Linked DNA regions of Pan troglodytes: region 1 is linked to region 2. A link is a contact called in public Hi-C data. All regions are on one chromosome and are shown on one strand. Each heading gives the region's core, a stretch centred on a gene start, on an enhancer-like site or on the middle of the called end of the contact. The rest is flanking DNA. Distances are from core to core; before and after follow the strand shown. Region 1 holds the start of ZFP36L1 (ZFP36 ring finger protein like 1). Region 2 overlaps RAD51B (RAD51 paralog B).

Region 1 (5,172 bases), core at 247-2,746, 160 kb before region 2:
AGTAAAAAAAAAAGTTACAGGAATGAATGTATACTCACAAACTGAAATAACTACTCTGAAGGAAATGAACATTCCATGAGAGCCTAAGAGAGAGGAGGGACACTGTTTTGTGACAAAGGAAAGCATCAAGAATGTTTTCCCTGAGGAAGTGAGGCTTGAGTTGGGTTCTAAAAAATGATTTAGAATTTACTTGGGCTAAAGGAAGGCTGATTCACACAGAAGGATTTGCATGTGCAAAGGCCCCGGAGTAGGAGGAAGATGGCTCATTCTCATCTAAAAAGGACTAGAGCACAGGGAGTGCCCTGGAGGGTGGGAGAAGTGCATGGGGAGTGAGAAAAACCCCAGCTGGAATAAGAGAGTCAGATTACGCCAGACTGCTCTAGGTGGGGCCTAGGTTAGGGCGGGTGGAGAGGTGTGGGCTGTGGGCTGGCCTGATAACTTCACTGACAGTTGGAACATCTTGCAGAGACCCGAGCAATCAGACCCCCCAGGGCAATGCTAGACCTGGGATTGGATTCTCAGTAGTCCTAGCAGGAGGCGGCCTGCTCCCAAACCCAGAGATTCCAGACACCCTGCAGTGCCGCATTTACCGTAGACCCTAAAGTGCCCTCTCCTGAGGCCTCTGCCTTGTTCAGGAGAATATTGACAGCTCAGTAATATACACTAAGCTTTCTGAGGGGCTTGAGGGCTTTGAGAGATAAGATAGTCTGGCTTGTACAGACTACCACAGGGCCCCAGTGATGTAGTTGTTTTCAAAAATACTTGTGTCAATAATCAGGTATTTTTCAGATGGGCAACAGATCCCCATCACCCTACCCTGAACCACTTTACTCTCCCCCAGGCTCCAAGCCCAGGGCCTCTCCCCATTTCCAGGCCTCAGGGCCTGTCTTATCCAGGGCTGGGGGTGGAGGATAGAGAGTGACACAGATCAAACTTATAAGTTGTCAGTTGACCATTTAATGGAAGTCTACACTGAATAATCCTTTGCCAAGTGAATAGCCCCGGAATTTGTTTTGTGGTGTAATAAGGGTTTCCAAATGGCTTAGTTTACATACAACAGCATGACATATAGACGGTTGCAGCGAGACATGACTCTAGGCACTTTATGGGCCAAATGTAGGCAGTTATCATGATTCCTATTTCAGAGATGAAGAAATTGAGGCCTTGGTCAGTGACTTGAAAACTCACATAGCTAGAAAATGGCCAAGATTTGGATCCAGGATTGCCTAACTTCAATGTACTGGCTCACTGATTCTCGAACATTAGTATTTGGGTCGTGAGATGGAAATTTACCAAAAATGCAGATTCCCCGGCCCCATCTGGGCCGGGGAATCAGCATTCCAAGCTTTAAACAAGGGGACTCCAGGTGTCTCTCTCTCTCTCTTTCAACCTGAAGAATTTGGGGGATTTTGCAAATGACCTGAAGCCTGAGAGGAAGTGCAACACTGCAGGGCTCTCAGGAGGGGGTGCCCTGCTGACGCCTGTGACTAGGCCTAACCGTCTGGGGTTCTGCGGCCCAGTGCCGCACACTGTCATCTGCCTTGAGGTGCGCCTGGGGTCCAGATTGGCCGATGAATATGTACACCCGCAGCGCCTCCTTCACTCCGAAGACTCACTTTCCCCCTTGCACAAAACCGAACATCCCACCCCACCACCACCTCCAAGCTAAAATACCTGGGCCGCCCCTCCCCACGAAGGGACGCGCTCCAGGCGAATGGGGAGGGCCCGGAAGTCGGGCCTGGGACAGAGGAGCCGGCCCACCGCCTCCCGGTCGGAAGCGGCAGTGCAGGTGAGGCGGCGGCCAGCCTGGGGACTGCGCGGGTAAGGAGCGGGAGGGCGGAATGCACCGCGAAGTTGGCGGGGGACGGCCACGCACGCCTCGCCTCGGCCTTCCTGCACCGTAGGGGCTGGCCGCCCTCCCGCCACCCCTGGGCACCTGTCGACCACGTCTGGGCGAGGGCGGGTCGGCTCCCGCCCTCGGGCCCTCACCGCGGCGGGGACGCCGGGTCAGCGAAGGGTTAAGGGACTCGCTCCCTCCTCTCGGCTCCCTCACCCTTGGAAAGTCCCCGAAATGACGTTTCAACCCGACAATTTAAAAAAGAGTTTAATTATAGAGACAGGCTCTGGGAGCTGGAACAAACCCTCGGTCGGCGGGGCCGGTAAACAACTCGGGAGCGAGCGGGCTAGGCCAGTCGCAGCCTTGCGGAGCCCGCGCCCCCGGGGAGAGGGGGAGGGGAGGGCCTCCGGGAGTTGGAAAAGCCGAGGAAATTCGAGGAATCAGCTTTCTTTGGAAAAATCCACTTTGTAGCCATTCTGGGGCGCCTGATGGTGCTCCTGGCCGGTCCCGCAGCCTTGGAGGGAAAGCGGCGCCGCCCGAAGCAGGGGCATAGCCGGTGCCCCGCGGGGACAGGCCCTGGGCCGGGAAGGGGGCCCCGCCCGCTCCCAGTCCCCTTCCCTTTTGCTTTTTTCCAGCCCCTCCTCCGGTCCCCCCAGCTGAGCTTTGCGAACCCTCGGGAGTTAAAGACCAGCCGGCCCCCTTTTTGGGGGGGTGGGGGGTGGGGAAGCGGGAATGGGTGGAGGCCGGGGGAATAAAAAACCGAAATAGCTTCACATCACAACTCAGACTAACCTTGTGGTTTCAACGCGCACTCTGCTCTGTCCTGAAATCTGGAACTCATTACCTCATCACCAAGAAACTGCACGAAATCTCTCCCCCACAGCCCCAACACCCACTTGGGAAAGGAACGAGCAAACATCCCTCAAAGAAACCTACACTTGAATGATTTAAATTAAGGTGGATGGAAGTTATTTCCCTTTCTGGCGCTTGCCAGATTTCAAGAAAAGCTGAAAAATGGGAGCGGGGGAGGGAAGCAACAGACGGCTGGAGGGCAGCAGCAGAACAAGCGAGGGGCAGCAGCCGGGTTAAAGTGGGGGCCATCCATTTCGGGCAGAGGAGACAAATGAAAGCCGACCCCGCTGGGATCACGTAGGTTCGTGGCTGCAGCAAAAGTTGGGTTTCACAAAGTTGAAAAACAGCCGGTTTCTCAAACAATTGTGATTTGGAAGGTTTCGCTGGGTTTGCCCAGATGTTTACGAATAAATAAGAAATGCAGTTTTAAAAAAGTGTGTTGGGGGTGGTGAGAATGCGCTCTCTTCGGCCCGCCCCGTCCTTTCCAAAGAAACGTGCTCATAATGGGGTGACCTAATTACATCGCAATGGAACTCAATCCTAGCCACTCCGCAGCACCGGGTTTCATAACAGACTCGGCGGCCTCGAGTGCTGGGAAGAAACGTGCGAGGGCCGAGGGGGGCGGCGGAGCCCGCGTGGAAATCGGAAAGAAGCGCAGCCCTGCGACTTCCGCCTGGGTCATCACGCCAGCAGTCGGGCCAAGGCGCAGGGGGCGGGTGGGGGACACGTTAACTTTTTATTTGGGTGGGCGGCATCCAAACCTAACAGTATATATTTTATCATTTTCAAGGGAGTCATGCTCCATTGCGGGCCCTTCGGTTTCGTGGCTCCCATGCCCCCCTCTCCACCTCCCGCCAAAACGGCGCAGCGTGACAAGCCATATGTTCCACTCCCGTGGGGGCGAGAGAGAAGCAACAATAAGTTAAAAGTGCTGCCTCCCTCCACCTCTTTACCTTCATTCTTACCAAAGTAACCTTTTTTCATTGTTCTACAGTCTTGAGGTGTGTGTGGGGAGGACGGAGGAGGGAGGGTTGTGGCGCCGCCCAGAATTCGGAGCGCGCGTGGAAAGTAGTGAGTTGCTCGGTGGGCTTTTTCTGGGAGGAAGGGGCATTCAGGAAGGATTAGGGTTTTCTTGACTAAAAAGTTTAAAGATTGGATGCGTGAAAAGAAACGCCACGCCTAGGCCTGGTAAAACAATCGTCCCGGGTTGTGGTCTTTTTTTGCGGCGCCCCCCACCCGCCCACACCCGGAGAGCGCCGGCTGCAAAGCGAGCGCGAGTGTAGACGCGTGCGGCGCACTAAATTGTGCCGCGCTCGCCCCCGCCAGACCATGTCCTCCTGGGGAAAAAGTTTCCCTAGTACCCCCAGCACCGCGCCCCCACCCTACGCCCCGCTGGAAAAAAAACAGCAACATAAAATCCTAGGCTTGAACATTCTGTGCGTCCCAAATTTCTAATGTCCTCGGCCTGCCCGGTTTGCCGAAGGGAGCCGAGTGTCGAAGAGAAGTCGGGAAAAGGTAAGTTGTGCAGACACTTGGGGAAGTTTCAAGGAGACCGCCAGCTCAAGATGGAAACCGCGGCCCGGGCGCTAAGGACGGGCTTCAGCTCCCGCTGGCAAAAAGAGAAAGTCGAGCCCGCCTTCCTGCCCAACAAAAAACAACAACACGACAACAAGAACCCCGGAGGGAGTGGAATGAGTGACGTCACAGCCGCGCTCTGAGGCTGACAAAGGAGGGGGCGCGCCCCTCCCGCTCTGCGCCCGCGCGGCCCCGGAGAGGGGGCGCCTGAAGCGCCGGGTAGGGAAGTCAGCCGACTCGAAACTTTTCCTCTTTAAGAAAAAAAAAAAAAGTTGTGCGCGGCTCACAGTGGGGTTTTTTTTTCCGCCTTGTTTTCTCGTCTCCCCTCCCCCTTCTTCCTTTTGAAAGTTTCTTCTCCTCCCCCTGCCCCCCCCTCCCCGCCTGACCGCATGGCTGATTCAACTCCAGTGTCAATCAACTTCTTTTTCCTCCTCTTCCTCATTTAAATAAGTTTAAAGCTCCTCCTCCCCCCGGCCCACCAAATCTGAAACTTTATAAATTGGGCTTTGCGCGCCCCAGCCCGGAGTCAGAAAGGCGAGGGGCGCCGGGAACTGGCGTGTGGGACTCCAGACAGGAGAGGCTGCGCCTTCCCCGCACCGGGACCTTCGCGACACACCAGATCCTCGCCCCTGGCTCGCGCGAGCGCACAGGATGACCACCACCCTCGTGTCTGCCACCATCTTCGACTTGAGCGAAGTTTTATGCAAGGTAAAGGGGGGCGGAGCATTTGCTTTTCAAAAAGTCTTTTTCTTTTGCCTTAAGAACCCCCAAAAGTTTGGGTCTTGGAAGGCAGTGGGGAAAGTGGTGCAGCGAGATGATTCTTTTCTCCTCCCGCATTTCTCCCAAGTTTGAAGGAATTTGGCCCCGTCCTTCCCACCCTTTGAGTTTCAACAGTTCCTGGCGGGGAT
Region 2 (5,698 bases), core at 1,455-3,954:
TCTGGAATCAGAGGGTGTCTACTGGCAGTGATCACCCAAAGCTGACTCTGTCTACCCCAGTCGGGCCTCCCCTTCTTCAGACAAAGTACAGTGGATCCATGACATGGATGTTTGGTGACAATCAGCATTAGCTTCACTTTTAAACAGTCCATGGAAAAAAGCACTCACGGCTGGAGGCCTCAATGGACAATTTTATTAGCAGGTGAAATGACTGCCATTAAATTAGTAGCAATTAAAACTGCTATCACTTAAAAAAAAAATGCTGTGTCCTATGTGTTTTCCTCCCTGGGAGGGGAAAGGCAAGGAGAGGTAGCAAGATGATGGCTAGATCTCCACTTAGACTCAGAGCAAAGTTGTAAATTGCTCTTCTTCTCAAAGGGTCTCTCTCTAGCAGCCAGTTCAACTACGCCCATCAGAGTTTGTCCTTGCCCTAGGTTCTTAGTGTGGTCTGTCTAGATCTGCCCTATCTAATACAATAGCCACTAGCCCAGGGGCAACTGAGCATTTGAAATGTGGCTAGTCAGAATCAATATATACTCTGGATATTGAAGACTAAGTACAAAGAAGTGAAGGTGAAATACCTCGCAAATAATTTTTATATTGGTAACAAGTTAAAATATTTTGGGGTTTAATAAAATGTAGTATATATTAGTTATATTAAATAACTATGATATAAATTAGATTTCAAATAAAATATATCCTTAAAATTAATTTCATCTGTTTATTTTTACAGATGTGTGGCTATCAGAAAATTTAAAATGACACGTGTAGCTTGCATTTGTGGCTTGCATTACATTTCTATTGAAAATCGCTGAGTTAGCATCATATCTCTGGTTTTTAAACATAGTTTAAAGCAGTTCCATTTGGCTCACTAGAAATTTTACACAGAGCACCCTCCACTATATAAAGCAGGTAAAAGTGGAGTTGCCCAGGTTGAAGGGGGTGGATATTTGCGGGAAAAGGAAGTTGGGGGTGCATGGCATGGGGCTGAGGAGCCCCATCCATTAGCAGGAGACTGTTAGGCTCATCTATTATTGGATCGGATCACCCATTCATTTGAAATTGAGGGGGGGATACTCAGAGGCCCCCATTCAATCACCCTAAGTGGAATCTGATCATTATCTTGGGATAAACATTCCAAATGGAAGGTGAGTGCTGGAAGATAAGGAAGATAAGGAAACCATATGGCCCTGTCACCGGAGGCTCCCAGAGTCTTATTTTTGAAAGGATTAATGCATCCAAAGGGGGATCATCATAGTTCCATTTCTTGAGGCAGGCCCCAGAGCCTCGTTTACGGATGTGAACTGTCCCAGTCAGAAAGGACTAGGATTCAGGATGCATTCCTCTACCCTCTACCTTTTCCTCCTCCCTCATACTCTGTCCATCTCCCTTCACACCAAAGCCCCCCAAGCTGGTGTAAATGAATCCCCAATCTCTAAACTGTACTCAGCATCCCAGGCCTACGGAGTTGGGGTCCTGGATCTCCTTCTCCCTTGACCTAGCACCATTTCCAGAGGCTCCACCTCCGTCTCACCCCCACCCCATTACTGGCTGACTAGTGGTGGCCGCCAAGGTGGTATACGGGGGAGAGGCATTTTCCAGGCAGGGGTGGGAGGGTTTCGGTGGCTCTGTAGGGACTGTGGAGCCAGTGGCAGGCTGAGAATCCCAGCCACTGGGGGAGGGCAGGTAATATGAGCCCTGGAGAAAGGGATCTGGGGCTAAGGGGAGTGGGAGGCAAAGGCGACGGGCTTTTGAGCACGTTCTCTCCTCCCCACATCACAAGGCACTTCATCCTTCATTCCTCTGGCATTGCCGTTCTTGCACAGCTCTTCTCTGACCCACAACTGGAGACTGTTGAAGGCATTCGGTTTAGGTACAAAAATGGATGCTCCAAGCAGAGGAGGTGACTTTGGGATGGTGTACTAGTAATCATTGATAACAGTAATAATACAAAGAATAACCAGTATGTATTGAGGGCTCATTCTGTGCCAGTGCTTACCTTGATTACCTTGTTGAATCCTCAGTAACTCTACGAGGTAGGTGCCATTTTACCCAGGAGGAAACTGAGGCTCAGAGAGGCTAAGTAACTCGCCCAAGTTTGCACAGTTAGGAAGAGCTGATGGCAGGAGTCCAACTCAAGAGGCTGTACCTTGGAGCCCAGATTCTTGATGCAGACAGGAGGCCAGAACTTGCTTATTCCTGTCAAACTTCAGCAGTCTTGGTCAGTGACAAGCAACTGGAAGACAGTTGCCAAACTCTCTCTGTGCACATTTTGGATGGGCCCAAGGTAACTTGGGCAGTTGCTTCTGGCTACCACCCAAGTGAGCCTGAGCTGTGGTCTCATACCTCACTTGCTGGAACAATCCAAGCCCACTGTTGTCCAAACAGCCCTGGCCAAAAAGAGGCCACTCCCTTACCTCTGTCCTCCAGGACGGTCACATCTTAGGGCGAGGTAGGAACAACAATGGGTGTGTGTGGGTGGGGGTAGCCCCACGAGCTCCAGCCCACAGGCTTCCCTGCTTCAGGATCGCCCTGGCTGGTGGCCTGGGTTTCGGGCTTTTCTGTGCTCTGAGCACATCTAAACATTTGGAGAAAAACAAGAAAGCGAACAATAGACTCTTGTGGGCTGGAGAACAGAGCTAACTTCCCCCAGGGACTAGAGCACTGTTCATAAACTGCCCCAGCTGCACTCTCACGGTCAGGATGTCACTGGAGCCTTGCTGAATTACAGCCTTGTCCTCTCCAGGGGCGGGCTGCGGACTCCTGTTATACATCGTGGGGGGAATGCGAATGCAGTGGGGGAGCCAGCCGTTTGGGGGAAGGCGTATTCTCCTGCTTGAATTTTAAGGAATCACATAAAAAATATGCATCCGAGCCTTGGCGTTGTAGCTCTGCCAAGTCATCCCCTGACAGACATGTCCCGATCACAGCTGTTTGCCTCACAGGAAAAGAATCAGGTTTCTGTCAAGTGGACTCTGGGCACAGCCCCAGAGAGTTTCATGGGGTCCCAAGGACCTGGAGAGTCTATGGAACTAACTTGTGTGGAGAGCAGTTTAGCCTGGAGGCAATGGCATTGGTGTCCTCAAAAAGAGGCCCAGGGCTGGGTGTGGTGGCTCATGCCTATAATCCCAGCACTTCAGCACTTTGGGAGGCCAAGACAGGAGGATCACTTGAGCCCATGTGTTCAAGACCAGCCTGGGCAAGATGGTGAGAACCCCTCTCTCCAAAAAAAAAAAAAAAAAAAAAGAAAAAGAAAAAGAAAAAGAAAAAAAAAAAGAAAAGAAAAAATTAGCTGGGCATGGTGGTGTGTGCTTACAGTACCAGCTACTCAGGAGGCTGGGGTGGGAGGATCACTTGAGCCTGGGTGGTCAAGGCTGCAGTGAGCTGTGATCGTACCACTGCACTCCAGCCTGGGCAACAGAGCAAGGCCCTGACTGTAAAACATAAAGACCCACTGGTCATTGCGCTGAGAAGGGTGGGCATGGTGGGCCAACGGTGGGTTTCTTGGAGCTGGCTCCCCTCAGGCTTTTTGGACAGTTGCTTCCCATCGTCACAGCCAAGGGCAGCAGGGGCATGGTGTGTTAGGTCAAGAATAAGTTGGTGAGTGGACGGGTGCAAAACAGAGCTCAGACACCCTCCTCATTCACAGCTGGCCTGGCGGGGCCAACCAGGCCCCATAAGGCTAAATCCCTCGATCCGGAGCTCCCGGCCTCCATCCCCAGGACCCTAGACAACTTGTGAGGGATGTCCCCGTCTGGATGGCATCCCTGGAAAAGGCTGCAGTGTTTCTAAAGAGGCTGTTCAGACATCACATCACAGTCCCAGACGGCCGAGCGGCTCCTGTGCTCACTTGGCCGCTCTCCCTGAGAAACACTTTGGATCAGAGAGTGCTTCTAGGTTGTTTTTGCCTGAAGAAGTGGTAAGAATTCAGCGAGCACCCCACAGCTGAAGGAAAAGTCAGTGGCTTTACTTACTGAAAGTAGCAGTAAAGAACCTCCCGGAGGATGTGAAGCTCCAGACACTAGATGGGCAAGAAGGCTCCAGATGAGGGGGCCTCGGAGGCAAAGAAAGCGGAATTTAGAAACAAATGGTTTGGCTTCTGGAGAAGAAAGAAAGAGTTTCTTGGTGTCTAAGAGGTTTAAAATGGCTGTGCTAGGTCATGCCTGGCGCATGATGCAAAGGCAAAGGTCAACAGTGTTTTGCTGAAGAGGTCTTCCTGAGAACGCAGCATTCCTTCCTGGCCTGCTTCACTTAGCAAACCCTCACTGAGGGCTCCTGGGATGCAGAGGATCGAAAGATGAACAAGAAATCTCACCTTCAAACTCTCCCAGGCCAGCCAGTGATGGTTATACAGTGTGGACAGAGCAAGAATATGAGGTGGATGGCCAGCACGCAGCGCACACACAGACACTGGAGCCTGGGTAGGCAGGAGCCTGAGCGGCGTCTTCAAGGGTGAGCCAGAGCTGGCCAGGCAGCCAAGGAGGTAGGACAGACACTCCCAGCAGAGGGAACAGACCGTGCAAAGGCTGCCAGTGACAGCATGGCCCCCAGGGAGAGCTGGGACAGTGGTAAAGGGACGAGTGCCCAAAGAGGAAAAGGTGCACCTTATACTCTTTGCTTTTAACTCCCTAAATTTTCTATATGCCGGGCACATGGGAGATTCAAAACCTTGTGGCATGAGGGCCTCTCTTGAGTCAAGTTCCATCCATTCTAGCACATTAACTAAAGGCCTGTCCCCGGCTTCCGAGCTGTAGTGACTCCCCAAGGGATCAATCTCCAGGCCACTCCCTCCTCCCATACCCTAATACTGTCCTGAAAACCCTCTGGTCCACCATGCCAGAGGCAAGCAGTACACTTGCATGTTATGAGGGACGGTTCTGTTCCCAGGAAGTGAAACAATATTATCACTGTATTTTCCTGATTTCTGGTCTCACAGTGTCTTCCCAACCCAGTCCTGGAAAACTGCTATTAAATCAATGCAGCTTTAGAATTGAGAGAATCCAGTATATCCCAACTACACCCGCCTTTTAGACACAGTCTTTGACCATATACGTCCAGAATTTCATATATGCTCCCTAATTGTATTCATTTTTTTTAAACAATTGGACACATAGTTGACAGGCTTAACTCCAGTGAGCATTTGATTGAGGCTACATAATCCCACTTTCAGCGTGCCTAATGATTTCCATCTTTGCCTCAATTATATGAGCTCTGTGAGACCTGCCCTTCTTATCATGAGAATCAGCACTTCATTTTTCCATTTCCACTTATTATTATAAAATAATAGGGCCAAAATGCCAGAAAATATTCAAATACTTGCACAAACACTGCTGAACAGTCCAAAGGTGACGCTGTTGAAATGGAGTTGTTGGCCAGCAGGCAGTATTACCATGTGATGGCTTTGAAATGTTCCTTCATCTGCCAGCCTGGGAGAGCTTGAAACCAGGGGTTGGTTCAAGGGGTTGGAATGGTGGTGGTGGTATGGGTCAATGTAGAACATACGAAAAAAAGGATGTGCCAGTAGAAGTTACCGGCCGAAGGTTGTCTGGAACGATCCCACCCTCTGAAGCTCAGGGGGGTATAAACCCTGGCACCTCCTGCCCAGATGGGCAGGCACTGCTATAGAATGAGGCTGCTGGTGAAGGTTTCTCTCCAAGCAGCTAGTATTGCATCACAAATGTGCTGAAGTAAACCTTCC

Evidence for each region. Hi-C and Micro-C count contacts between places; a contact is called where the count stands out from the background.
Region 1: a Hi-C map of stem cell-derived neural progenitor cells shows a contact between it and region 2, with 2.5 times the contacts expected there. The contact joins the promoter of ZFP36L1 here to the enhancer-like site in region 2. A contact is called at or near these places in 1 of 7 Hi-C or Micro-C datasets (stem cell-derived neural progenitor cells) and 1 of 1 datasets of contacts at active chromatin or transcription factors (stem cell-derived excitatory neurons).

What each region holds. Positions count from the first base shown.
Region 1 is chr15:66,774,127-66,779,298 of NHGRI_mPanTro3-v2.0_pri, reverse strand. ZFP36L1 (ZFP36 ring finger protein like 1) reads left to right here and starts at 1,496. Exons shown (of 3, transcript XM_063793611.1): 1 at 1,496-1,789; 2 at 4,716-4,972. The coding sequence starts at 4,916.
Region 2 is chr15:66,612,022-66,617,719 of NHGRI_mPanTro3-v2.0_pri, reverse strand. All of the region lies in intron 10 of RAD51B (RAD51 paralog B), which reads right to left. Among named protein-coding and RNA genes, the nearest start is that of ZFP36L1, 160 kb to the left of the region's middle. Within about 2 kb of position 2,704, at least 9 of the 24 cell types and tissues checked have an H3K27ac peak or open chromatin away from gene starts, as enhancers often do. A contact at or near this core is called in stem cell-derived neural progenitor cells, where this site is marked.